7 separate regions of the Mus musculus genome follow, and regions 1, 2, 3, 5, 6 and 7 are each linked to region 4. Evidence: chromatin contacts called from public Hi-C, HiCAR-type and HiChIP or PLAC-seq data. All regions are on one chromosome and are shown on one strand. The core of a region is the stretch at or near the end of the contact, and the rest is flanking DNA. Distances in the headings are between cores, read along the strand shown.

Evidence for each region. A called contact is a pair of places that touch in the nucleus more often than the background predicts. HiCAR-type assays count read pairs that join an accessible place to other places. HiChIP or PLAC-seq counts read pairs in DNA pulled down with a chosen protein or histone mark.
Region 1: an H3K4me3 HiChIP or PLAC-seq map of bone marrow-derived macrophages shows a contact between it and region 4, with 6 times the contacts expected there. The contact joins the promoter of Cyria here to the promoter of Ddx1 in region 4. A contact is called at or near these places in 5 of 39 promoter capture datasets (cranial neural crest, embryonic stem cells, frontonasal cranial neural crest and 2 more), 1 of 484 Hi-C or Micro-C datasets (CD8 T cells) and 6 of 115 datasets of contacts at active chromatin or transcription factors (astrocytes, bone marrow-derived macrophages, embryonic stem cells and 2 more).
Region 2: a contact with region 4 is called in an H3K27ac HiChIP or PLAC-seq map of embryonic stem cells, with 5 times the contacts expected there. The contact joins the promoter of 4921511I17Rik here to the promoter of Ddx1 in region 4. A contact is called at or near these places in 8 of 115 datasets of contacts at active chromatin or transcription factors (bone marrow-derived macrophages, embryonic basal ganglia, embryonic stem cells and 4 more) and 1 of 9 other capture datasets (adipose tissue).
Region 3: a contact with region 4 is called in an H3K4me3 HiChIP or PLAC-seq map of embryonic limb bud, with 7 times the contacts expected there. The contact joins the enhancer-like site here to the promoter of Ddx1 in region 4. A contact is called at or near these places in 3 of 39 promoter capture datasets (embryonic stem cells, liver and maxillary cranial neural crest), 2 of 15 datasets of contacts at CTCF or cohesin (the NIH/3T3 cell line and embryonic stem cells), 13 of 115 datasets of contacts at active chromatin or transcription factors (astrocytes, differentiating embryonic stem cells, embryonic basal ganglia and 9 more) and 3 of 9 other capture datasets (adipose tissue, embryonic stem cells and liver).
Region 5: a Hi-C map of B cells shows a contact between it and region 4, with 12 read pairs. The contact joins the enhancer-like site here to the promoter of Ddx1 in region 4. A contact is called at or near these places in 1 of 484 Hi-C or Micro-C datasets (B cells), 7 of 115 datasets of contacts at active chromatin or transcription factors (the 230-238 cell line, astrocytes, embryonic forebrain and 3 more) and 2 of 9 other capture datasets (adipose tissue and liver).
Region 6: a contact with region 4 is called in an H3K4me3 HiChIP or PLAC-seq map of embryonic basal ganglia, with 5 times the contacts expected there. The contact joins the enhancer-like site here to the promoter of Ddx1 in region 4. A contact is called at or near these places in 19 of 115 datasets of contacts at active chromatin or transcription factors (the 230-238 cell line, the NIH/3T3 cell line, acute myeloid leukemia and 14 more) and 2 of 9 other capture datasets (adipose tissue and liver).
Region 7: a HiCAR-type map of astrocytes shows a contact between it and region 4, with 4 times the contacts expected there. The contact joins the promoter of Lratd1 here to the promoter of Ddx1 in region 4. A contact is called at or near these places in 1 of 39 promoter capture datasets (embryonic stem cells) and 3 of 115 datasets of contacts at active chromatin or transcription factors (astrocytes, embryonic forebrain and forebrain).

Annotation. Positions count from the first base shown.
Region 1 is chr12:12,260,873-12,264,740 of GRCm38.p6, forward strand. It overlaps Cyria (CYFIP related Rac1 interactor A), which reads left to right and starts at 1,305. Exons shown (of 12, transcript NM_001146119.2): 1 at 1,305-1,366.
Region 2 is chr12:12,390,629-12,394,404 of GRCm38.p6, forward strand. 4921511I17Rik (RIKEN cDNA 4921511I17 gene) reads right to left here and starts at 1,847. Exons shown (of 5, transcript NR_045829.1): 1 at 1,791-1,847; 2 at 348-460.
Region 3 is chr12:12,321,509-12,325,484 of GRCm38.p6, forward strand. All of the region lies in intron 2 of Cyria (CYFIP related Rac1 interactor A), which reads left to right. Among named protein-coding and RNA genes, the nearest start is that of Gm34407, 34 kb to the left of the region's middle. Within about 2 kb of position 2,298, at least 94 of the 459 cell types and tissues checked have an H3K27ac peak or open chromatin away from gene starts, as enhancers often do. A contact at or near this core is called in differentiating embryonic stem cells, embryonic basal ganglia, embryonic limb bud and 2 more, where this site is marked.
Region 4 is chr12:13,247,793-13,251,626 of GRCm38.p6, forward strand. Ddx1 (DEAD box helicase 1) reads right to left here and starts at 1,382. Exons shown (of 26, transcript NM_134040.1): 1 at 1,312-1,382. The coding sequence starts at 1,327.
Region 5 is chr12:12,299,722-12,303,637 of GRCm38.p6, forward strand. All of the region lies in intron 1 of Cyria (CYFIP related Rac1 interactor A), which reads left to right. Among named protein-coding and RNA genes, the nearest start is that of Gm34407, 12 kb to the left of the region's middle. Within about 2 kb of position 2,375, at least 114 of the 459 cell types and tissues checked have an H3K27ac peak or open chromatin away from gene starts, as enhancers often do. A contact at or near this core is called in B cells, adipose tissue and liver, where this site is marked.
Region 6 is chr12:12,430,245-12,434,189 of GRCm38.p6, forward strand. The region is part of intron 1 of Gm34489 (a long non-coding RNA gene); the gene reads left to right. Among named protein-coding and RNA genes, the nearest start is that of Gm34489, 11 kb to the left of the region's middle. Within about 2 kb of position 2,542, at least 6 of the 459 cell types and tissues checked have an H3K27ac peak or open chromatin away from gene starts, as enhancers often do. A contact at or near this core is called in embryonic basal ganglia, where this site is marked.
Region 7 is chr12:14,150,632-14,154,244 of GRCm38.p6, forward strand. It overlaps Lratd1 (LRAT domain containing 1), which reads right to left and starts at 1,407. Exons shown (of 2, transcript NM_029007.2): 1 at 1,191-1,407; 2 at 1-129. The coding sequence starts at 93.

The DNA.
Region 1 (3,868 bases), core at 55-2,554, 990 kb before region 4:
TGTGTCTACTTGTGTATATCTGTGTCTGTGTGTTTCAGACAAACAAATCAAAGCTAAGGTCATGGCAAGAAAAATTCTAATAGAGCCATAATAACATAAAATAAACTGTCTTCAGATGGACAAAAAATAAGATGAGTACAGGTGGGGGGCAGGGAGCTTGAGAAACTTATGCAACCCAAGGACCATTTCCATGTAGGAGACTATATTATTCTAACTAGACTGTGCCTGTCTAGATCCTGTCTGAATTCTTGCCAAAACTGAACCAAACACTCTACTGCTAAGCAGTTCCTGGGAGCCTGTCAGAAACGCAGACTATCAAGAGCCTCAGGAGACTTAGGCGGAGTAAATTTGTCATGGGGACTCATACTGGCCTCAAGCAAGGGGATAGAGCAATGCTCTCCCTGAAGCACCTTCCACTGTTGGAGCCCCAGGCTTTTCCTCCTGTTCCCAACCCACAAACTCACTACCCAAAGAAGCCATGGCTGTCAGCACAAGGCCTGACACACTGTGAAGGTTTAATACTGTATAAATTGTATAATGATCTTCTCTGGTTGGCTGACTGGGAAAAAGAGCAGCCAACCTAGGTATCTGCAAGGCAAACACACATACAGGGGCTCTGACTCACAACCTGTTTGGCACAGCTCGGTCCTCTGGGCTTCCGGAATCTCCCTTTCTGTACAAAACCTCCTCGGCAGATGTTTTAAAACAATGATCTGTGACAATGAGAGCTGTAAGCTACTTTCTCCTTACCTCGCAGAATTTTAAATTCACTGTTTAGAAGACCGTTGCATTTCATAGGCTAGGCATCATTTGGGAAGACATTTTTTGGGATCACATTCAATAACGGTGGCCTTTAAAGCTAGGCGTGTGTTACTAGGACAGGCAAGGGAAGTGTGAGAGCAAGCAGGTTCACCATCCAAAGTAACCTGGGGCCAGGGAGGGGGAGCACTAGTATCAGTGTGAGTGTATGCCAGTGGCCTATGGAGAGTGTGTCTTTGGGGGTGTTTTGTTTGTATTTTGTTTGTCTGAGGGGAAAAGTGGGTAATGAAGGAATTTAGGCCTCCTAGTGAATAGCAAGACAAGTGGTCCAGGCAGAGAGTATTAACATTAGCTGGGAGGTACAGTGCTAACTCCTGGGTGCAGATCCTAGTGCCTAGCCTGGCTAGAAGTGAACCGGCCCTCCGGGTGACAGCAGGGTGGGATTCCAAAGCCAGGGAGGGGCGGGCGGGCCGTGGGGCGGGCCGTGGGCGGGGCGGGGCGGGGCTGGAAGTCGACTCTCGGGCTGAGGCTGCCGCCGGAGAGGCATCCACAGCAGCGGAGCGGGCGGCCGAGCAGGAACGAGGCGGCGACAGCGGCTGCGACTCCGGTGAGCGTGGTGCGGACTCGGCTGGGGCGCGGCAGGGATCGCGGGCTGGGACTGGCAGGGAAAGGCGCTGCGGAGGCACAAGGGCCTCCCGGGCGCCGGATTTGGTGGAGCGGGGCGACTGTGGCTCTCTTCGTCCGGCTCGCGACGCCCTGCAGCCCCGGGCGAGGGAGGGAGGCAGCTAGCTCACGACTCGGTCTTGAACTGTTCTTCTTGGTTCCCGAACACAGAGGTCTGTGCGTCCATTGCTCCCTCTCTCCGGGTCTCTCTCCTGATTTTATTTCTTTTCCAGAAGAGTCCCTTCACCCTTCAACCACTCCCACCCCTACCGCCACCCCCCCGCCCCTCCCCCGAACCTTCATCTCCAAAGCTATTCTTCAGGAGACCCGCGATCTACCTCCTCCGGGTTCCCCTGCCAGGGCCATGCCTCTGCTCCCCATATTTCTGTAGCCCCAAGCGTGGATGAAGCCTGTTCTGGCCCCTGCACACCTGTACCCTTTTGCTGCCACCTGCCACAGAGGTGCTTAGCCAGCAGGCAAACTGCTGTGCCTAGGACCTCCTCGCCTCCGCGGTATTCACTCCCCCTCATGCCAGAACTCCTAACTAGAGTCCAGCAGGAGGAGACTTTTCCAAGCTGGAGCTTCGGGAACAATTTGACCCACTTCCCGAGGCACTGGTCTCAGGCCAGCCATGCTTTTTTGTAGACACACCTGTCTTATTTGCCAGCTGAGAGACTGGCAAGAACACCTTTTGACAAAAATGTGCCAGCCTGTCCCCTATTCCTTTTCCAAGCTGTTAAACTTCTTGGCCTATGTCCCCAGAGACGAGGTCTAGGGCATTTGCCATTTAAATCTGCTAAAGCTCTCACCCTCGCCCCCAACCTACATCTCTGTGACGATCCCCAGAATCCTGTCAGCCATTACTGGAAGAGGAAGGGTCCAGTACTGATAGAACCACCATTCTGAGTTTTTCTGGGCATGCTTTCTCCTCCTATGCGGGTGATTACCTGCCTACTTCTTAGAGAACCCCAGGCTCATAGGGCTCCCCTGAAGCCTAGTGGTTTTCTTATTAGAAACTTTCCCTACTCTGACCAATCATCACCTCTTCCAGATTGTCCCATGCTATCTGCACAGTGCTGAGTCTCCAGGGCTCAGGGAAAGCTGGGTTAGCACCATGCAGTTTGAGAACCTGTGCATAGCAGCAAGAGGAGGGTGGCTCCTAGCCAGGCCTCAGCTTTGGGAAGACCAGCCTGTTAGGATTGTTCCCAGTCAGACTAAATTTCACACACTGGTTGTGAGGGCTTCGTGTGAAGAGAGGAGGCAGACCAGGGGCTGTTTTTCCTGCCTGTTTCTGACTGTCTTGTGTTGCTATGGTGACAGTTTTGCCTCTTCCTCCCCCTGACTCTTCTGGGAGCTGGTTTTTATTGGTCTGTTGTCCTGTCTTTTATGGCTCTAATTTCTTCTTTCTACTTGCTCTGAAATAAACAGTCATAAACATGGGCACTGGGCCCAGGCTGGGGGCTGGCAGAATTCACCTCCTGTGGGCCCCTAGCTCCTGTGAGGAGAGAATACTGAACAAGCAGGGGTGGGATAAAGCTACCATGCACTTTCTTGCTCTCAAGCTTTGAGGAGGGGACAGTAGCATCCCGTTTGGTAGCATCCTTCTGGATATGTCAAACACTTGTGATAGCTCACTGGGGAGCTAGTGTTCTAGGGGAAGGGTAGCCCCCATCTCTCACTTTGCATCTGAGGTAAGTAATCTCAGAGCAAGTGAGCTGTTTCCCATGGGCTCCTGTTGATGTGAGCACACAGTCAGCTCTCAGATTTGATCAATGAAGGGTAGTCACAGAGCTGAAACATGGGTCTCTCTGCCTCCCATCCTGCTGTGCTCCCAGATCCGTCTCCTAAAGGACTTCCCTGCACCAGGAAGTAATTAGGAAGGGTTCCAGTCCCCTAACCCTGCAATACATGCTGCCTCCCATGCCCTTTGGACATCCTGAACCCCAAGTGCTGGGGACCCAAGTTGAGAGCAGAGTGAAGCCACTTGTGACTTCCTGTTTTTACTCAGCACTGAGAGGAATTCAGTTTGCTTTTGCTTATGCTCCCAGGGCCTAGATGCAACCGGATGACTCAAGGACAGAGAGCCAGCCCTGAGTAAGGAGTTCCCAGAGAGCTAACCCAGTCCATAGAATCTGTCACCCACTGTCCCCTGTTCGCGACAGTCTGCGGTGAAGCTGCTCCTCCCTTCCTGGTTCTTTTTCTCTTCCTTGCATTTTCTCTCTCTCCCCTTTGTATGGCAAAGTTCCGGCTTGTTGAATTAGAGCAACATGTACAGACAAGGGTATCAACAGCCTCTCGGTCAGCTGTTGACCCAGAGGAAGTCAGTTCACTCACATGGACCTCATTCTATCTTTCAAATAGACTTGAAGCATCTTTATCTTTCCTGTTGGGTGCTGCTTCTTCTTTTAGAGTGAAATGGATTAGACTACCTGCTATGATTTGAATC
Region 2 (3,776 bases), core at 597-3,096, 860 kb before region 4:
AAATTTGAGCTTTGATCAGAATGAATTTGTCTTAGCTCCGTTTCTTCTTTCGCCCCGTCTAGATTCCTCTCTTTCAGCTCGAGTAGCCATATCAGTCGAACCGTTCACGTTGCGAGCTGCTGGCGGCCGCAACATTCTAGAGCTGTGCAAACCTGTTCAATTATACAATGGCCTGTTGTTGTTAACTTTCTGCTGGGCACCACTCTGAGGCAGTACTTAGCTGACAGTGGCAAACTCAATCTCATGCTTATCTAACATCCCATGGCTACAAGAAACCTGGTCTCTACCAGGATCCAGTAACAAACCAGAAGCTATGTTTCAAAAGGAAAATGACACCCAATACAGACCAAAGCCTTGTTTCGAAATTCTGCAAGACTGCTGTGATCCTGTGATGGGTGGTTTTCAGAAGTTCCTTAGAGCTTCCTTCTCTTCTATGTGACTCATGCCTTTATTCCTGGAACTGAAGAGGCAGAGGGAGATGGATCTCTGTGAGTTCAGGGGCAGGTCTGCTCTACAGAGTGTTCTAGAACAGCCAGGACAATATGGAGAGGTTGATTAATTAATCAATTAATTAAATACGGTTCGATTTGTTGGATCACAAGAAAAAGGTGCTGGGAATATTTTTTACTGTAATGTTAATTTGCTGGTGAGCCTGTAATTTTTTTACCTTCAGTCTTATAGTGTTACAGGTGACTCTACTTCTCTTTGCTTAAAGTAGGTATTTTGACATGGTCCATAGTGATTAAAAGAAAAACACTTTTAAAGTTCAAGGTAGTGGCCCAGGACTTTTTATAAGTTTTATTTCTACTTACCAGTTTTCACGTGTCTTACTAAGTGTCCAAACATACTTACTACTTTCATACCACAAGATCTAATCAATACAGAGTTACCAATAGAATGGACTGGTATAATGTTTGGCTGAATGTCAAGTGACTTGGCAGACTGGAGAACAGATATAGCCTTGTCACAAAACTGCGACAGCCTATTTTTGGCCATGCTAAACAAAGGACAACTAATGGTATTAGTGCTTGCAAGTTGCTATGGAGATAAAGGAATTGTCTTTGTCAATAGTCTTACATTGTGTCCTAGGAGCTTTGTTGATTCACTGCAATAACAATGCCACACGAGGGACAGTGACTGAAATTGCAATCAACATCTGCCTAAATTCACATCATGAAGCTGTTCATGACCCATCTGACTTCTGTAGAGGAGTTCTGATGAGTTCAATGGATGTGCACTAGCTGAGAGTTTGGCTGAATTAAATGAACATATGGTGGGTAACACCTATTCTCCTTCTTCAGGTCTTTAGTGGTGACATAAATCCCTGCAATTATGCGGCAGTATTTCTCCTTTCTATCTTGTCTGGTAGGGAAAGTTACAAACGTGCTACTTGTCTGTCTCTACAAGATTCATCCTCATGCCTTGGGTTAGAGAGCCAGCAGTCATTTTGTTTTTAAGTGCTAGATTTATTTATTTTATGTGAGTGCTTTGCCTTCATGTATGTACGCACATGAATATATGTGTTCAGTGCCTGTGGAGGTCAGAATACAGCATCAGTCCCCTGAATCTGGAGTTAGTGGTGGTTATGAACCACCATGTAGTTGCCAGGAATTGAACCTGGTCTTCTCCAAGAGCATCAAATAGTCTCAACAGCTGGGCCACCTCTCTAGTCCCTAGTTGCCAAATTTTAAATTCAAGATAAGAAGGGGATAACCACTAGGCAGTTCCTGCTCAAACTGAGCCCCATGAAGGTCAGACTGGAGCTCAGCCCTCGGCTGTCCTCTGCTCACCGGAAGCCCCCGGCTGTCCTCTGCTCACCGGAAGCCCCCGGCTGTCCTCTGCTCACCGGAAGCCCCCGGCTGTCCTCTGCTCACCGGAAGCCCCCGGCTGTCCTCTGCTCACCGGAAGCCCCCGGCTGTCCTCTGCTCACCGGAAGCCCCCGGCTGTCCTCTGCTCACCGGAAGCCCCCGGCTGTCCTCTGCTCACCGGAAGCCCCCGGCTGTCCTCTGCTCACCGGAAGCCCTCGGCTGTCCTCTGCTCACCGGAAGCCCTCGGCTGTCCTGTGCTCACCGGAAGCACTGCGGTGAATGAGAAGATTCTGCAGCTACCAGGGAGCTCGAGAATCGGCACCAACTGAGAGATAGCGTTTAACACAGCGCTTCTCAGCCTGTGAACCAGGACCCCTTTGAAAGTTGAATGACACTTTCACAGGGGTCACCTAAGACCATCAGAAAGCATAGAGATTTATATTATAATCCATAACACTAGCAAAATTAAAGTCCCTAAGTAGCAACAAAAATAAATTGATGGTTGTGGGTCACCGCATCATGAGGCGCTGTATTAAATGAGCGTTAGGAAGGCTGAGAACCACTGGCTTAACAATTTTCAAGATGCCTGAGTATAGGCACTCCAGGCCACAGGCCCCTTGAAGATTCCTGAAGAGGGAATTACATCAGGTCTTTAAAAAAGAGAGTTTGAGTTCCAGGCCACGACTTCACTTTAATTAGTGGGTTCTAAGTCTGCGAATTGATTGATGTCTAGAAACTGGATGAGAGCCAGTGACTGTACTCTATTGCCATGGAATTTAAATATTTTTTTTGTTACATTTTTATTGTCAGACATAAAAACGTGCCACCCCCACCCCAACACTTTGCTCATCAAACAATACTGGATGTCGTATTAGATTGTTTCATTCTGATCTCTGCTACGTCTCTGTGCTGCTAACAGTGAGATGTGGCCATTTGACTGTTTCCTGAAGAGCTCTACTCCACGGCAGCAGAAGCATCTGCTCTGTTCGTAGCCATCTTACAGATAACAGCTACTGCAACATTTCAAGGATGGAAGCACTGTCTTATGTGTGTGCGTGTGGATGTGAAAGCAGAAGGACAACCATAGGCACTGCCCTGTGTGTGCAAGTGTGTCTGTGGTGGTGGGGTGTTGTTTTTGTTTGCTTTGAACTCTCCAGGTATGAGTGGCCAGTGAACCCCAGGCATCTGCCTATCTGCACCTCCCCAGTGCTGGGATTATAAGTTTATGCCACCATTCCTGTCTTTTTTTTTTTTTTTTTTTTTTAAGGATCCGAAGGTTGAACTCAAGTCCTCATTGCTTGAAGGCAAGCACTTTGCTGACAGAGATATCCCCTCAAGGAGCTCCAGCTACCTATGTATCTGTCTATGATTCTGTCCAAGCACTGAATTCTGGATCCCTTCATTCAACACAATGGGAAATGAATATATGAATCACCCATGATAAATTTAACCCAATTTGCTCTCTGCCCAAGAATGTAGGGAAATTATAGCACTTGTCTTGGTTTGCTTTCTGTTTCTGTAATAAAACACTATGACCAAAAGCAACTTAGAAGGAAAAGGTTTATTCATCCCGTGCCTTATAGTTCATCATGAAGAGAAGTCAGGGCAGGAACTCAAGGCAGGAACCTGGAAGCAGGAACCAAAGCAAGAGCTCACAGATAAACAAATGCTGTTTGCTCCCTGTGGTTTGCTCAAATGATGATGATGATGGTAGTGGTGATGATGATGATGGTTGTCTTATTATTATTTTATTATTATATGGCCTAGGAACCCCTATCTAGCCTTAACACTACTCACAGTAGGCTGGGCCCTCTCACATCTATCATTAATGAAGAACATGCCCTAAGGACTTATTCACAGGTCAGTTTGATGAGGGCATTTTCTTAATCAAGGTTCTGTCGTTTGAGGTAACTAGCTTGTAAGAAGTTGATAAAAAGATATCAACAAGCACAGCATGTCATTCTCCAT
Region 3 (3,976 bases), core at 1,048-3,547, 930 kb before region 4:
TGTGTGTGTGTGTGTGTGTGTACATACATACAGAGAGAGACAGATATACATATGAATACAGACAGACAGATAGATACTCTATTGTGGGTATATATATGTTAGAAGAGATAGATATAAAAATAAAGAGTCCTGGGGGTGGTGTGTGGCAAAGTACTGTAGTGAACATGATAGTTAGACTGGGTGCTGCAGAAAAACAAACTGAACAGAGACCTGGAGAAAAGCATTTGAAACAAAAGGACTAACGAGGATGAGAAGGAGCTAGTGGTGGGGGATAACCTTGAACGAACACAGTGACAAGGCCAAGGTAGCGAGAGCAGAGCAGTGAAACCTTGGCTGGCGAGCAAACGCCATAGGCTCTCGCTGACTCTGGCAGGCACAGTACTTTTAGTGACGTGGAGGTCCCTGGAGAGATTTAAGCTGAGGGGTGACTGAGGCTAATTTTAAGCACAAGGCTATAGTAGCTAGATGGACAGGAAGCTGAGTGTTTGGGCTTGGAGACCTGTGCAGGAAGAAACACAGGATGCTCTGGCGAGGAATGGTGGATTCCAGCTTGGTCTGTGCACTGGCTGATTTTGTGTATCTACTTGTCACAAGCTGGAGTCATCAGAGAGGAAGGCACCTCAGTTGAAGGAGTGCCTCCATAAGATCCAGATGTAGGGAATTTTCTCAATTAGTGAACCAGAAGGGAGGGTCCAGTCCATCATGGGCAGTGTCATCCCTGGGCTGGTGGTCTGGGGTCAGTAAGAAAGCCGGCTGAGAAAGCCATGTGGAGCAAGCGAATCAGCAGCTCCCTTCCATGGCCTCAGCATCAGCCCTTGCTTCAAGGTTCCTGCCCTGCCTGAGTTCCTGTCCTGGTTTCCTTCCATTGATGATGAAGCGTGAGGCAAAGTGTAAGCCGAATAAACTCTTTTTCTCCACAGCTTGCTTTTTGGTCATAGTGTTTTGTCACAGAGTAGAAACCCTGACTAGGACAGCGTGAGACACTGGTAATTGAGAGAAAGAATTGAACACATGACCTGTCTCAAAAGCAGAGTTCTGGGATCTGTTGGCTTGAGTGCGGAGTATAGGATCTGTGGGATCTGTTGGCTTGGGTGTGGGGTATGAGATGCATCAAAGTCAGGTCAGCATCAGCGCCTTCTACAGAGCATCTGGAAGCTCACCCAGTTGCCATCTACTGAGCTAGGGAAGACTTCAAGGGCTGGTTCCAAGGTAAGAAATGGAGCCTTTCTTTATGGACGGGTTAAGTTTAGGTTCCCTGGGAGAATCTAAGCATCGCCTCAGTGTGTGGACTTTAGGGGACGAGGACACAGTGAGTTACAAGCTGGGGTGTCATCAGAGATCTCATTTAGAGTCCTCATAGATACCCCCTGTAAAGAGAAATCATCCCCATTAGTCAGGTCAGAATTCAGACGGAGATGCCAGACTTAAGGGAGACGCCAGTCTTAAGGGAGATGCCAGACTTAAGGGAGATGCCAGTTGTGGCAACGGCCACTCAATGCTTGGCAGCAGTGAAGTCATCAGTTACTCAGAGTGAAGTGCAGACCAGGAAAGGTTAAGTGAATGTTAATGAAATGCATTGATTAAGACTGTCGAACTAGAAAAAGGCTGCTCTGCTGTTTCCTGCAGGGCCTTCCTGGATCCGAATACTACTCCAAGGTGGGGCATCACCAACGGCTGGTGAAGCAGTGTGTCCAGGGACATGTACAGAGCTGTCCACACCAACACATAACACACAATGATGCCATGTCTAAAATAGAGATGGCAATAGTGTTAGAGAATCTAGACACCAGGAGTTAAGGTCTCTGTTCTGATCAAAACATGATGGCATTACCAGTAGGCATTGTATTTGCCTCTTCTGACTCCATATCAGTGATGTGGCCATTTCTATCCTATTGAAAGCAAGCAGAGAAGACCCTTTGTATCACCCTCACCACGTGTCAGGCAGGTACTCGATATTTAGTATTTGATCTCAGAGCAGCTAAATGAGTGGCATGAATTCAGATTATAAAACAATATTTGAAGGATTATATGACCTATCAAAAGTGCTGAAGCTAGTACCGGTTGTAGTTGCAGGGTTCCTATTTCCCAAAGTTCACACCCACCCAGCTTTTACAGCAAAGGGCAAAAAAGAAATTGAGGTCCTGAGCATCCTTCAGGTTCAAGTCTCAGCATCCCTGGCCTGCAGTTCCAGATATGGCCAGCAGAGGGAGCCGTGCACCGGGCTTCTGGGGCTTACTGCCCGAAGCCATATTGAATGAGCAATGTCTGCTGTGCGGACTCTGTGAGATCTAAATGTCTCCTTGGCAGGAAATTCGCAAGGAGCAGGACGGGGTTGTGCAAACAGCCTTACAATGTCCGTTTGTGTGTGAGCACATGGCTTCTCCCACTTCGCCCACAATGCTCTGTTTTGGGGGAGGATAATGGGCCTCTGTGGACCCCTCCGCCTTGTCATGCAAAGGGAGTGACCTGTGTTTGTCATAAATGGGCTCTTGTATGATTAATAGCTCTGTGAATGAGCCCAACGCAGCCGTTCAGCGCCCGCCTTCCCCTGGCGGTGGTCTGCGTCGGCTTTCTTCCCACCGCGAAAGCAGCTCCTGCAGATTTTAACTGAAAGGAAAAGGACTTGCTCCCCCTGTGGCTGCAGTCCTACAGATGCAAAGCAGGGGGCACACACAACTAGAGTTTGCTTTGGGGATGAACAGGGGTCCAAAGACAACCTTGGACCCTTGACCAACATTCTCTTATGTGTGTCAAAACTGAAAGGGAACACTTTGTTTTTTATGGACAAGGAAAACCCAAGAATCTAGAGTAGAATGGCACCCCCCTCCCTCCTCCCCGTAGGCTCCAAAACTCGAAGTATTTCCAGAAAGTGATTACCCTTTGTTTTAGGATGTTTGTTTGTTTGCTTGCTTGTTTGATCTGACCTCCCCTGACTCCGCTACCCTCACAGAGCTTGGTTTTTGGTGGTGGCGGCGGTAATGTGCGTGTGCGTGCGTGCGTGCGTGCGTGCGTGCGTGTGTGCGTGTGTGCGTGCGTGCGTGCGTGTGTGTGTGTGTGTGTGTGTGTGTGTGTGTGTGTGTGTGTGTGTGTGTGTGTGCATGTGCGCGTGCGTAACCTGGCTGTCCTGAAACTCACTCTGTAAACCAGACTAACGTCCAACTCAGAGATCCTCCTGCCTCTGTTTCCCCAGTGCTGCGATAAAAGGCCTGGCTTTTCCCACTCTTTCTTAACAGTGACTGTTGGGTTTGTTTGTAATGAATGCCATTGCCTTTATTTTCAGAGGCTACATAGCTAGTATATCTGATCCATTTCAGAGCATGCCAGTAAAGCGCTTGTCTGTCTGGACCCATGCATGATGCACGGGTGCAGACAGGGTGTTACTGAAATGAAGAACTCGCTGCAAATGCATAGGAAACAGCCTCTTTAAAATGCAAAGCAAGAAAGATTGCTAATTCTGCCTGGGGCTGGGGCTGGGGGTGGGAGTAGGGGTCTTTGAGGGTGTTTTGGCTGCTAAGTTAGGCCCCTCACAGGCTGAGGGGATAGGGTGCCAGTGGCAAAGAAAGCACAGAGAAAAAGAAGCAAGAAGGAGGCAGAATCGTGTGCCAGGTTCATATTTCTATGAGCTCTTCTGGGTTGGAAATTTAGAAGGAAGCTTTGGACCAAGTTTATGGGCTTTTAGGACACCACAGTATCTTGAAATATTTGTGCTGAAATAGCCATTGTTGAGCCCTGCTGATTCCTGACCCTGCTTGCATCCTGGGGTCTCACTCAGGAAGTAGCCCCAGGTCCCATACACACAGCTGCCAGCTCAGCTCCCAACCCCCTTCCCTCTCCTGGGCTTGCCCTGCCCGGTCTGCACAGCTTGCTTAGGGCTCATGCCAGGGTTTTTAACCTTAAAACATTAGTTTTGTTTGTGGGAAAGAGGGTTTCAAATCAATGTGATTATTCCTTTCAGGGGCAAAGACCCTTTTTCGAT
Region 4 (3,834 bases), core at 132-2,631:
GATGGTCTAAAATATGCTACACACAGAATATTGCAAGGTGCGTGCAAGACTGTCACAAACAGCAACCACGAATTGCTTGGCAAATTTTAGGCTGTATCTTACAGGATCCTGGTCATTTGCTAGGTCTATTTTCTACAGAAAACTTGTCTTTCACAGTTTAACAGTTAAACTCTTTAAGGAGAAACAGATACATATTCAAATTCTTCTACTTTTGTTCATATCAGAATATTGTCTTGTCCTTAAATTTGTGCATTTCTCCCAAAAATGTGTGCCTATAAAACAATGACCTACAACCCCCTGACAGATCTCGGGGCTAAAAATTGTGTTAAGTGACAGAATTCCTCTCAGAAGTGACTTTAAAAGAAATGCTTTCCCCTGAAGCCTGAGATTTGGAATTCCTGATATTCTTACAGGAGAAAAAGGAAACAGCCAACAATAGTATAATGTCGTTTAAATAGGTTAATAACACAAAAAGATAGTACATTTAATTTTATCTGTTCATTTACATATGTGTATGTGTACATATATATGTATATATTTATGTACATATGCACATATGTATGTATTGAGAAGGAAAGACGATATTTAGTATATTCAAGGCTGGTTGGAACTTTCCAAATTGTGTGTGGGTGGTAAGAGGTTAATAGAGAAAACAAGAAATATTAACTGGTGGGTTCAGTACCCCATCCCAAATCCTGTTTGGTATCACAAAGCAAGTAACTAATTCTCAAAAATTATATTTAGTCCGTGAGGAAAAAAATATTTTTCTTTAGCTTTGCCATTCAATGCTAACTCTCGAAGTGTCCAGCTTCCCGAATGCCGATCATTTTTACTATCAGCAGCTTTATGTATTCATGTATTTATTTATTTATTTTGTAAAGACCTAGGGGGATAAATCCAAGCAGGACAACATCATCTTTGCCCCAAATGTCCCCTTCCCCCACGCTCAGCGGCTGCTCATCCTGGCCAGGACCCGAGACAGAAAAGGGTTCCCAACAGTCACCGCCACGTCAGAGAGGCAGAAAACTGGACCAGGCGAGCGCAGACGCCACGGGACGCGACAGGTGAGTGCTCGGCGGGAAAGCCGAAGGCAGAAGGGAGGAAGGAGAAGCCGCTTAGCAAAGACTCCCGGGCGCTGCCGGCGGGGAAAAGCCCGGCCTGAACCCACCGTCCCTGCCCCACCGCGCAGGGCCCCAGGCGGAGACAGCTCTCCCACCATCCCACCGACCCCACTGCCACAGCAGCACACTCCACCCGCTCCCTGTGGGTCGAGGCGACTCGTTCGTAACCCTTTAGCTTCCCACAACGAACCGGAGAAGGCCGCCATCTTCCCGCACTCCTCCGCTGCGGGCCCGGGCGATTCCCTCCTTCCAGACACGCCGGGGCCGCGGCGGCGCGCGCTTCCGGCTCGAGCTCTTCGGTGTTCCGATTCCGGACGAGGATACAGACCCAGGAGAAAGGTTCCGAGGACGAAAAGACCCTCCGGGTGGTTCACTCAGGGCCTGTAGACTTTGCTTTCCCTAATAGCCAAGCCCTGTTATTGATATCCATCTTCAGAGTTACGATGTACCCAGAGGAAGTCGTGTGATACTGAGATCTCAAACAATGGATCAGGCTGTCCTGATAGTAAAACTGGGCCCTCTGACTTCAATCTCACAAGGATGAGCAGAGCCAAGCAGTTTGGGAATGACTTAAGAATACATTGAATTCATTGCCCAGCCAACCAAGACTAGCGAGTGTTCGTAACCCACAGGACCTGTTAAATATTTTTATTGGAAAAATTAGTGGTATATGTTCCTTTCATTCAACCATGTTTAATGTAGCTCTGACATTTCAGGCGTGACAGGCAAATTATTTTAAGTACCCCCTCCCTTTAGAGAGCTGGATCAGTAAAGGGATTATGGCTCATCTCCATACTATGTAAGGGGTGTGTTGGAGTCATCAGATAAACAACTAAGATTCGGGAATGTTAATAGATTATGTAATGCCACAGACAATGGCAATCGGGGATCTACCTAACTCTAAGGACCATTCTGTGCTCTCTGTAGCCTGTCCAGAAATTGGGGAGAAACAGGAAACCTTTAGGCAACTTAGGGCTAGAAGCACAAACTTGAGAGACAGATATCATGGGTTTGAATTCTAGCCCTGCTACAGGCTAGCTGTGCGATCCTAAAATCGTAGAACTTCTCTGCGCTCCAGTTCATTCATCTATAAAATAGATGATAAATATTAACATGAATGGATATATCATGATGGATAGATATGTGATAAGCTCGTGGTGAGTATTAAGTAAAATACATAAAGTGGATGGAAATAGGGCATGCCTGCTCCAAGGTATAGTTAAGAAGAAGGGTTTTGTTGTGGATATGGTAGAGAATACAGTCAGAAGCATCTAGAAAAGTCCAGAGTAGAAAAAATGGTGGCATGAAGGTGGCCAGCAGAATAGACTTGGCCATGAGAGGAGAGAGGGAGGGACAGTGAGAGAGGAAGAGAAGAGAGAAGGGCAAGAAGGGATCTAGAGAACCAAGAACACCAAGAAGGCAAGAAAGACCAAGAGAACCAAGCAAGCCAAGAGAGGAAGAAGAACCAGGAGAGCACATGGCTAAAATGGCAGAGCACATAGCTAAAACGGCAGGGGTTGATTTAGAAGCTGGGGGAGGGAAGGGAAGCCCCTGGGTTGGAGAGGTTTAGGGTAGGAGGGGGGCAGGGTGAGAAGAGCAGAGAGGAAACACAGGTGCTGAGTGAGCTGAGAGGCCATTGTGAGCTATGATATGCGACACCACAGTTAGCCTTTTGTTCCAGGGTCGTTGGGACCTGACACAAAGCTCTTAGAAGTATATTTGCTGTTCTATTATGCATAGTAATAATGTATATGTTGTTCTAATTATCATTATTACATGTAACAGTGTTGATCTGAAGCTCCAAAGGAAAAGGATAATCCATTTAGGCCTGCAGCTTCCCACTGTTAGAAGCAAGCAAAAGAAATGTATTCTAAGTACTACCATTTCACTTTTGACTCCATTTAATCATAGAAATTAAGTTCAAGGCCCTAGGCCCGAGATGAGCTTGGGACTTCCCAATAGCTGAATTGCTTCTATTACAAGGAAACAGTTATCTGACTCCAGACACTCCAGGGACAACTTGTAAGGGAACAGTTGTATGAATTGGACATCTCAAGGACAACTTCTCCTTCTTGCCGGCAGGGTCAAACTAAGTTCATGTTCCCAGGCCCAGAAACCTACTTCTGATAGACAAAAACTCCCGTGATCAACTCCTTTTGTCAAAATACAGTTGAACAGTTCTATAGCCCACAGTGCCCTCCTTTGCTTCATGGTTTCATCCTTTAAATATGCTCTGCAGGGTTTCTTCCGGGTCATAGTTCAGCTCCTGAGTCTGTTCTGCAGCCCTGATCATTGAGTAGCTCCTTGATTATAATAAATTATTGTCATCTACATTTACCGGTGTTTCATTTATGTTGAATTTAATTGAATTTAAGCAGACCTCACAACAGCTCTGCCAGAGGTTAATATTCACATTTATATTTTGCATTATTTACATTTTTATGAAAATGATACTGAATGCCTGTTTAATTGGTCTCATTTCCAAAGACAGGGACACCCTGGGTCTTATCAGAGTGTTTCTATTCCATGCCCCTTAAGCAGGACTGAATAAGAGTAGCAAGGCATTGCCTGAGGAAACTACACTTTATCCTTACTTATGGGTCAGAAACAAGACTGTGGTGGTTTAAATGAAAATGGCGTCACAGGCTCACAGGGAGTGGCACTTCCCTCACGAATGTGATTAAAGCTGTATGAAAGGGGTTTCGGCCAGCGC
Region 5 (3,916 bases), core at 1,125-3,624, 950 kb before region 4:
TTTTAGGAAGTGATTAGAGGCAAGAATTCCAGCCAGCTTGCCCAAGTTCATAAATTGACCCTATGTCTCAAACACTGAGTCTTTTAAACAAGAGGCTAAGCCATGATGTATCTCAGTTCCTTTAATTATAAAAGGGACAAAAGCAGTGCCAAACTTACAGGATTTCTATGACATTGCAATTTTAGGGGTGACAAGGTGTATAATCAAAGCTTGAGACACAGCAAGTCTGTCTCTGTCCTTTCCTTCTTCGCACTGTTATGTCCCCACTCCTGCTATTGTGGGAAAGATGTCAAATGTCTCCCTTTGGACTGGAGTCCTCTTTCTGCTTCAGAGACTGGCATTTTGAAGGAGCCCACTCCCATGCTGGTCCAGGCCTGTATTTTCTCAGGCCTTTGGACTCATCATCTTTCTCCTCTTACCTCACTTTGCCCCTGCCCTGTTCTGCCACCACAGATTCTCAAGAGTAGAAGACAAACAGCTGTCAGAAGCTGTCCCCCAGCTCCTTCTGTGGATAGGCAGGAGGGGGTGATGTGAGAGGTCACTACATTGGATGTCATCAGTAGATGACCTGGCAAGCCTTGGTTCCGGGGCTCTTCACATATCTGGGTTTGGGCTTCCCCTGTTAAATAAATGGTCTTTCAAGCTGAACAAAGGCTGTGGTATTGGGAAACACATTTCTGCTCACCATGTGCTATGTGGGGTGGGGGTGGAGCAGCCATCCTGTTCTCCAATGATGCCATAGGCTGCCACGGTATCTACAATCCCAGGGGCAGAAGCAGATGAGTATGGTAGGCTGCTAGGTCGTATTGCTTTGGAGACAATGAGTTTAGTGTTGCTTTCCTCACTTCTCCCTGTGGATATTTGGTTCTCGCCGCCTACCTTGAGCTACCACTTCAAAGAGCTTGGATTCCTTACACAGATAGGCTTACTCTGTGTTATTCCATGTTTGTTTGAATATTTTAAAAAATGATCTACAGCATCCAGGACAGATTCCCAGAAGGCCATTTGTTGTTAGACCTTGAAACAGTTTTCACTGGGTCTTTGTGATCATATCTAGGGAAAAAAAGAGGCGATGGGGCCATAATGAGAGCACTCAGTCCCCCTTGTTACCCAAATGCTAGCCAATGGATCCAAGCCAGGTTGATGGCAACAAAAGCCACAGAGACACAAGCTTCCCAGTGAAGTGCCTTCTCTAAGTCTGGACTGTACTTTTTATTAGCTTTGCTGATGCACAGCCAATTAGGAGAAACCAAGGAGTGGTAGAACATGTCGCCTTGTTTGTTAAGGGTTCTGCATTCTCTGCTCAGTCATGGTGCCGTGTGAGAACAAAGAGAAATGCTAAAACTTAAGTCTGTGTGTGTGTGTGTGTGTGTGTGTGTGTGTGTGTGTGTGTGTGAGAAAGAGACAGAGACAGACAGGCAGAGAGACAGAGAGACAGAGACAGAGAGGAACAGAAAGAGAGTCAGGCAGAGAGATTCAGAGACAGACCTGGTTTGAATTAGGGTTCTTTATAAAGAGCACGAGGGGGGTGTCATTTATTGAATCATGAACAACCTCAGTAGTGACTGGATGACAGTTGTTCAGCAGTAACCATTAGCTACCAACAGTCCCTCAGGGAGCAGTGGGCCTCTTGACCCTCCTCTATATAATAGAGCTATTTTTGTGAGGTGGTTGAGCCATCAGCAGGTGATGTCATGTTTAATGATGTGTATTTGGACATGGGGAAGCTCTGGAGGCCTCTGTGAGTATCAAAGTCAACAAAATGGGTAGGAGACATCCTAGCAGGGTCTTAGCCATGCCGTGGAGACCCTCTGGGTTATCTGGATGAAGATAGCCCATCCACGTTGGGTGAATGAGATTCACTTAGGCCTTCTGAACGACTAGTAATTTGAAAGTGGCTGAGAGAGAAAACAGATGGTGGTGACATGGGAAAGCTCTGGTGACTCAACAGCTTCTCTTTTGTTTCTAGAACCTTCCATGGCTCACCTGATCTCTCAGGCTTTGCCAAGAGGAGATGGCCTTGTCCTCCAACCCTTTGGAAATTCACTTTCTTTAGCATTTACACCCGGCTTTGTGTTGGAAAGGCCAGGCTGTGGTGCTGGAAATAAAATTTATGGGCACCCACCCACAGGACCCTCTTCCTCATTTACACCACACCCTATTTTCCAAAAACACAGGTCCCAGCTCCACAAGTCTGCTCAGAAAACACTCTCTCACAGAGGGCGTTTCAAAGTAGCTGTTTTCTCTATCATTTCCTACCCCCACTTCACTTCCTGTTTTTTTCTTCCTCTTTCTCCGCCCCCACCCCATCTCTCCTGGCATGTCCCCCGCTGTCTGAGAACAGGAACAGAGCCCAGAGCGTTGATAATCATAATTTCCTGTGGTGCCCTCTGGCTGCAGCTGCTCAGAGCTGAGGCTAGGAGTCCAGCCTCCTGGGGCAGGCAGGCAGGCAGGCAGGGAGCTGGGCAGTCACCCTTGGCTTTCAAAATCCCCTCCACCCTGTCCCAAACAGAACCTAGTAAGAATACTCCTCCCTGTCTTTAGAACACAGGCAGCTTCCAAAGCACTGTGTCCTACATTTGAGGAAGACAATGACTACATAGACAACTTTTGATTTTTCACCCCAATAACTGTAATTCCGTTGATATGGACACCAAGATCTGAGAGTCAGGTGCGGCCCTGTTTCTCTTTCTTTTCCATATTTTAACTTTTGACCATACTTGCTTCCTTCTCTTAACCCCTCCCTCTACTGGTGACACTCCTTTTTCTCTTCTTCCCAGTTAGTCTTCCTCCTCTTTCCTTGCTTGTGTGTGAGTATGCATGTGCATATATATGTGTGTATGCATGTGTGTCTGTAAAAAAGCAGAGGCCACTTACTGCTGTGTCGCTGTTTCACAGTCATTCATAACAATATTTTATAGCAATGTATGTGTACGTGTGTGTGTGTTTATGTGTGTTTGCGTGTGTGTGTGTGTGTGTGTGTGTGTGTGTGTGTTTGCATGTGTGTGTGTTCAAGGAAACCCTGTGCAGGTTGGACTCATCTTTTGTTCTACAGTGCACTTTCTTCATGCCTCAGCAGATGTAGCTGTAAAAAGTTCATGGTTTTGGTTGCTTGGACAAGTGGAGTTCATGGTACCTAGTTAGGACAGTTTTAAGCCAAGTTGGGGAAACATCTGTGTAGAATTCACATGGTATGCCTGGCAGATAGGATTTGGTTAGCAAATGTTAGGTGCTAGATACTTGCACGGCTTCTTTCCGCCCATTTTCTGTGTAGAAGGGTGTCTGGTCAAATTCACTGGCAGGTCAGAAAATCTTTTTAAGAATTGGTACTCAAGGAACACGTCCATAACTTTCCCTATTCTTCTGCAAGATAGGGAGGGAGAGAGGGAGGGAGAGGGAGAGAATTGTTGCCACTAAAAAGCAGAGGCCACCTACTGCTGTGTCCCTGTTTCACAGTCTTTCATAACAATATTTTTATAACAAGAAACATGGGCACCATCCCAGCCACATAGCTGCAGTGGACTGTTTTACCAATTTAGTCTCTTCATGGTAAAACCATAAAAGCTACAAAAACCGCAGTCTGTGGAAAGCATCACCTCCCTGTGTGAACTCTGCTTTTAAAGGGGAGCTGAAACGTGTCTCAGTGTGTGACATGCTTGCTGTACAAGTGTGAAGACCTATGTTCAGATCTTCAGTGTTCACGTTCGGCTGCACAAGCACTGTGACCTCATCAATCCCAGTGCTCAGGAGGCAGACACACGGGATCCTCAGGGCAAGCTGACTATAGAGAGACTAGCCAACTAGGTGAGCTGAGAGGTCAGTGACAAACCCTGCCTCAGTATCTAAGGGCCAGACTGACTGAAGAAGACACCCAATGTCAACCTCTGGCCTCCACAAACATGTATACACACACACA
Region 6 (3,945 bases), core at 1,292-3,791, 820 kb before region 4:
AACAGAGAGGGGAACTGCAGGAGAGAATGTTTTATGATGTTCTGAGATTCCAGAAGTGGAAGGTCTCTTGGGCCTGCTCAAGACTGGGTGGTAGATTAAAGATATGCATCAGGTTCAGGCTTTGTCTAAAGCAATATCCAGTGCCACAATGGAGACCACCATTCTAACTGTCCTATATCCTCACTTTTTGTGCTCATTCTGCTACTAAAATGTGCCCTATAAATCACTATACCTATGCTTATTACTTAGCAAAAGAAATATCTGCTGAGTGTGTGGGGCAGTTAGCCAGTTTGAGAAGACCCGATCCCAGTGGCTTTTTGCAAGTTGCTATCAACAGAGAAAGAAGGAAACATGCTTAGCCACAGCACTAGGACAGCATGGTGTCTCCTGGAGATCTGAGCATCAGAAACTATCTGCACTGATGCTCTGTCCTTCCTCATCACCTTTTGAGTTGCTTCTGCTTCTACATCCACTTTCTTAAATGCTTCCAGCAATGTCAAATGTCATTACCTCCTTCTCAGGGTGATCTCTCCCAGCTTACATTCCCTCCCCATTGCAGGGGGAGGTGTGAAAGGCTACTTACTCTCCACCATGTTTCCCCACCTGGAAAGGTCTTGTGAATTTTTCCTCTCCGAAGCCACAAAGCCATCTGTAGTTCTCTTCTCTTCTGTGTGGCTTCAATGAAGCACCACGCCTGCACCAGGCTTCTAGAAACTGATTTCTCAGTGAATAACACAGGAGACCAGATGCTAGGCAACCATTTGGGTTCTGTTGGGTACTGCAAAAGCAGACCAGAGATTCAAAAAACCCAAACCATTATGTCTGTAGACTCTGAACTGCACTCCCAGAGGGGCATTCTACCCTCTGAAAACTCTCCTCATCCTTCAATAAATAGCACAAGTGTTATTAAACTGTGCTTTTGGAAATATTTGTACCTCCTAGTTAGTGAGGCTAAAGTAGTATACAAACTCACTGAAGTCCCGTAACTCTATGAACCTTCCATTTATTGGGGAGTCAAGGGACGTCTGTGAGTTTGTATAGTACAATACTTATGTATGTTCATGCGTACATTTGTAACATGCATACACATTGTTACCTTGATTAGAATGTGAGAGCTTTGGTAAACTCCCTGAAGATCAAGAAATACAGAAGTAAAATCAAAACAAGGAGAAAGAAGGGGACAGTGACTTGTAGTTTATGCGAAGCAGCGGAGAAAAGTATGCAAGAGGAGATCACACCTGGAGAGACAGAGTCCTAGTCATAGTGAGGGAATGGTCCTTGCAGGGAGCGGGGAGAAGAGCAGCCATAGCAAGATACAAAGAGCCGTGGGTGGGGGGAGGGGTTCCTGGAGTCTTTCAAGAACAATGAGGATGCCTGAGTCGTTGGAGCAGAATGGATGGGTGGATGGATGGACGCATGGATAGATAAATGAATAGATGGATGGATGAGGAGAAACAAGCAGGAGAGTGTGGGGTGGTGAAGTGGACCATATCAGGAAGAAGCACAAGCTATAATGGGAGAGGAGAAAGATCTCTGTGTATCAAGGAGCAAAGCTTCCATATACTGCATAGTGCCGTATAGCATGGTTTAATATTTTCTAGATATTAATATATTCTACTACTGACTGGACAATGACTGTGGACATCTAAGTTGTAGAGATGATAAAGTGAAGGCCAGATGGCCATGGCTTTGCAGCTCTCCTGGCTCAGTCCCATGTAGACATGGCCAGTGTTGCTTAGACACATCCCAAGGACAGAGAGAATGTGCACTCAGATGCACCCACATCATCCTTTAGTGAACATCTGTGACAGGGGCTTAGCCATCTTCCTAGAGTCTTCAGGTTTTTTGACAGGCTGCAGAAGCAGCTGCTGTCCCAGGCATTCTAAAAACACCCAGCTTGTTGCTTCTGTGGATGTTGTTCACCTTCAGACTGGGTGTATCTCATCTGTGCCATGAGGCTGACTTGGCCTGTGCTCACCTGCACTGAGTTCTTTGTCTCCAGTCTCATGAGGCAAAACTGCAGAGATGATGTGAGCCAGCAATAAACAGCCCCCTTGGTGGGATGCTGCCATGCATCTTGCTTTATGATGGATGAAATCTCATCTTTCTCCAAGTTCTGAAGACATTCTTCTCCTAATGATCAGCTGTCACTCTGTCTTTGTGAGGTAGGTAATGGAATTATTTTTAAAGCTTTCACTTAACAGTTTTGCTTTTTGTAAAAAGACCCGCCTGAGAAATGTAAGCGACTTTAGATAGGGAAATGACAACCGTCACTGACATTAAGAGTCTTTCCTACCTGTCCTGTTAAGCATATAAAATATAAATTCCTCTTGCTTGTGACAGCCATTTCAATTCTCCCTGTATGTTACAGAGAACACAGCTAGTAATCACAACTGGGAAGTATGTAGAGCTAGGTTGAGGCTATGTTTAAAGCTTTTTAGCTGTGCTGTTTAAGAAAAACTGCTGCCTCTGGAGGCTAAAGGATCCTTGTTACTGGAGATGATCAAGAGGAGACCATTAGGCAGAATGTAATAGACAGAGTATGTCAGTCAGGGAACTGTACAAGCTGTCTTCAAAAAGCACTTCCTGCTCTAAGATTGTCTCCCATTAGCATAATCTTCCCTTAATCTGAATTTTCTGTTACACGAGACAGATCACAAGATTGTCAATGCCATTTTAATTGCTATGTGCCTTTGCCAATAAGATAAGGCCCATCAGAGTCTGACTGAAGCCAAGCAAATGGATTTGAAGTGGCACATAGGGATTTACTGGGACCTACCACCCACAAGGAGAAGGGGAGGAGAGCCAGTCCCCTCCATGGATGCTTTGTATACCTGTATACCTGTGCGTGTGTGTGACACCTGACTTCACCTATGCTCAACTGCATTGAGTTCTTTGTCTTTGTTTTATCTCAATGATTTATATTTAGAAATGATTTTTGGAACCACAAACTAGTGTTTTAGTCAAATGTGCTACTATTTTGTATTTAAGTAACATAACCCATGCTTACACGTAAGTTTCTTCATGATAAACTGATTAGAGACCGGAACGCAATGAGTTAGGGCTTATCCAAAACTCAAACATTGAAGGTCTAGCCTCCATGGCATTGTGTTTTGAGATGCGGTCTTTAAGGGAAAAGTAGGTAAAATACGTTTATATGAGCCCAACTCTAACCCTGTAGGCTGTTGCTTTAGAAGAAAAAAAAATAGTCTCTGGTTTTTTTTTTTTTTCTTTCCCCCTTCTCCCACTCCTGTCAATGAAATCAGACTGACAAGGTATCTTTAACCTAGGACATGGACCTTCTCCAGGAACCAAATCTGTTGATTCTTTGATCTTGAACTTTTCAGCCTGGAGACTGAGAGATATATTTCTGTTAGATACTCAGCCTGTGGTATTTGGCTATGGCAACCAGATGACACAGCCAGAAAAACCTGAAAAAACACCAAACACGCTAGATAATCCTTTCAAAAATGTACAGCATTTTAAAACATGACTGAGGGCTTTCAGGGGTTATGATGTAGACCTGAACATGCATAGATCTCCCTTCTCTTTCCTGACTTCTATTAGCATAATGGAAACATAAATGTAATTTTAAAAATAATATAGAAAACCCAAGTAGGTGCAACAGAACACTGGAGATTTCTGCAGAGAAGCAGATGGATTCTAGACACCGGGTAACTGGAGTGAAGTCAATGTCCGACCAAAACAGAGGAAAAAGCAGTGCAGGAGAGGGTGCTGTTGGAATCATCAGAGGGCTCTAAACAGACTTCAGACTTGAAGTCTAGGTAGAAAGCCAAAGATGGAGGAATGATTGATATCAGTTACTTACGGAGACGTCTCTTAATGAACCATCTGACTTACTCAACTACCCTTCCCTAGAGACAGCACTTGGGATTATTTGCCTCTATCCAAAGAATATCCCATAATATAACTCTAGGAAACTGG
Region 7 (3,613 bases), core at 157-2,656, 900 kb after region 4:
GACTCGCAGCTCGTCCTTCTCAATCCCAGATGGGTCCCCAGTGGGCAACTCGCTGTAGTTGAGGTGGGTGATGCGGTCCAGTTGGTTGCCCATCAATGACGCGGCGAGGCCAGGGCCAGCAACTGAGATCTGCCGAGGGAGAGAGGATAGACACCATCAGAGTCCGGGTTGACCCTCCTGGTGTCCCTTCCCCAAGGCGTTCAGTTCCCCAGGGGCCTGCAGCTTGCCTGACCACCGGCACTGAGTCGCCTGCGACAGCCAACTTTGCAGATCCGACCTGGGGTTAAAAGGGGGGGAAAAAAAAAGAAAGAAAGAAAAGAAAAAAGGGGGGGCACAGAAAAAGGCACCAGTCTCAGGGCCAGAATAGACAGCATACCAGCTCAGCCAGCCTCTGACTCTGCCCAGGAACCCTGCCCGGTAACTTCCACAGTAGAAACCACAGGCGGGCTAGAGAGCATGTAAGGTTCAAGTGGGCGAAGAGAGCGCAGGTTGTGGCAGATTGGTGATATACCCAGAAGGAAGGGAGGGTGTCAAGAGAAGCCCCAAGGCCCGAAATACAGCAAGCTGAGCTCACATTGTGGTCGCCATCCTTTGTAGCCCACCTACTCGTTTTGGACTGGGTCACACCCGATCCCCGACAGCTTCTTTCACAAGGGCAAGACTCGTTTGCAGGCATTCACTTGCCATCAGCATTTTGCACACTTGGAGTCCAGGCACTGACAGCCTGGTACATACACCCACAATGCTAATGTCATACACCCACAATGAAACATCTTGGAGACCACACATTGGCACCATCTACCCCCAATTCCTACACAATTCCGGACGAACGCCTGCACACTTGTCAATGCGCGTACTCTCAAGCACTGGGACACACCTGCCCACGCAGGCAGGTGCACTCTGCCCTCTCCTTGCTTGCCTTTTTCATAGAGCCAATCGGACTGCGCCAGGGCGAGGCTGCTCTGTCTAAAATAACCTAACAAAGAGACAGGGGAGGCAAGGCGAAACCCATGGTGAGTATTAGTGGTGTGTGTGTGTGTGTGTGTGTGTGTGTGTGTGTGTGTGTGTGTGTGTGTGTGAAGACGTCTACTTTCAACCCGAAGAGCCCCTCTCTTCAACCCAGCACACAATTCACACAATCGGACGAAGAAAAACCATTTTTTAAGGCAAAGAAAGCGGCTTTTCCGTACCCGTGATTTCCCTGCGCCCGAAACCCCAAACTCCTTTTAAAGTCTCCAGGTCCCCATGGGTGCTGTGGAGGCGGCAGTGGCGAGTGGGTCCTGGAGTCGCGTGGGACTGCGGTTCCGATCTATCCGGAGACGAGCAGTGAGGTGAGGTACCCAGAGCGGTGCGGATGCGCTCCGTGTCTACGCTGGCTTGGGCGTCTGCTCCACCTGGCAAGTCCTGGCTCCACTCCGCTTTCCTACAGCCGCGCGGACGACTCTTAAATCCCTTGAACAGCCGTTTTCCAGGCCCGCCCCGGAACGCGCCCATTGGCTAGGACTCGTCCCCGAGCCCTGCCAATCTCGGCTGGGGGTGGAATCAGGGGCGGGTTTCCTTTGTGCTCCGCCCTGCCCAGCCCCCAGCATTCCCCAGCCTCAACGCATTGGGAGCGTAGGTGTGAGCACCCGTGGGGAGCATAAGAGGGGCGTGGCTAGTACACCCAGCTGCTCCTTTGCAACCGAGTCCCTAGTAACTGAGAACACAGTCCGCCCGCGTTCGTGTTCTGTATTATAAGAGGACAGATTCCAGAAGGAAAACTGAGTTTGGGGGTGGAAAAAAAAAAAAAAAAAAAAGAAGAAGAAGAAAGAAAGAAAAAAAAAAAAAAAGAACGCTCTGCGTGGCCAAGGCATTGTGAGTGGCTAGGAACCAGGAACCGCGTATTTGAGGTTGCTTTGATGGGACTTCGGAGTCTTGCTTGGCTCCCGGCTGTCGCACAGTTGCTTCTGTTCCTGTCAGTCACAGCCGCCTTAGAAATTGCATGATGGTGCTCAGCGCCTGTCCTTTGAGCCAAGTGAAAGTGCTGACCCAGCGCCATTGCCGGCGCCTGGTTTTAAAAGGAGAACCATGTAGGTGTCAAAGGCTTCCAGAAAGTCTGAGCTTTGGCTGGCACCTTCTCTGAATGTTCCTTTGTCTTCAACCTCCCGTTTCCCGTGAGAGGGCTGAATCTCAAATGCTAGCTGATATTAGTGCACAGAAGTGTTTCCCAATTCCAAAACTGTCCTAATTAAGGGAATCATGTTTGGTTTTGTGTGTGTGATAAAGTGTCCATTAGTCCTTAAGGATGGGAACTCAGTGAATGAACGCACTAGGGACACTGGATGATACAAAGTGACTTTCTTCCGTAAAAGGAAATTCTAGACAGTTTCTAAACTTTTCTGCCTTAAACTTTGGAAGAGTTCTTAGAGTTTCTGGGTCAGGTTTTAATGTCACTTTTACACTGAAGGGCTTCTGAGATGATTGTCTGTCTGTCTGTGTGTCTGTCTGTCTGTCTGTCTGTCTCTCTCTCTTCGCCCCCCTCCCCCATGTTCCTTCCCCTTTCCCTCTTCCTTTCACCCTCCTCCTCTCTCTCATCCTTCCCCATAGCCCCTTCCTTTCCCTTCTGGGAGCTGTTGACCATAATTCAAACTCAGACCACTTCATTTCATTACAAACCTGAAGCACACGTGTGCCTTAGGCTTGCAGACTATGCCGCTGAGTTCTGGGCCCCCTGGCAATGACTGACAGAGAATGAGCTTCAGTAGTAACCAAAAGGAAAATTGACCACAGTGGCCACCATCCCTGTGTTTAGAGGTTCAAGTAGGCAATTTAACCCCCAGACCTTTATAGGGTAGTCACTAAAATCTGCTTTGTAGCAAATAAGGAAATATCCTGGGGTCAGTCAGCAACAACAACCTCCTCAAAGTTCATAGAAAGTTTACTTTTTATATAAATTACAGTGTTTGCTGATAGACTAAATCTTGTTTTCACAGTGTGAAAAACAGCAACAACAAAAGCAAGTGTTTCAAGTACTTTAGTTATTGGGCCTAAGTTCATAGAATGTGTCAACCTTTCTGTGCTGAGCTGTCTGCCTGATTCTTTACAAGGTACATAGCCTCCACCTTCTCTTCAGGTTTGTATTATTTTCACGAATGTTGTCTGCCTTCATAGCATGCAAGGGCAGTGATTTATCAAAGTAGAGACTTGATAAGTATTGCTGAAAAAAGACTGGTTTTAAATCAGTCATCTGTATAGTATTTACTTAAATTAATTTAGAAAATTGGCCAGTGTCCAATTAGTGGTTTGAATGGGAATGGTATGCTTGGTCATTATTGATGAACTCTGAGAAGGATTAGGAAGTGTGGCCAGGATGGAAGAGCTATGTCTCTGTGGGTGGGCTTTGAAAAAAACAGGCCACCCCCAGTTCTCTCTGTGTCTCTATCTCTCTGTCTCTGTCTATCTCTCTCTTTCTATGTGTCTCTCTGTGTCTTTCTATCTGGCTCTGCCCCCCCCCCCCCTTTGTGCCTGTAGATAAGGATGTACGCTTCCAGCTACTGCCCCAGCACCATGCTGCCTTCCTGTTGCCATGCTCCCACCATAATGGTCAAAGACTCACCCTCTGGAACTGTAAGCC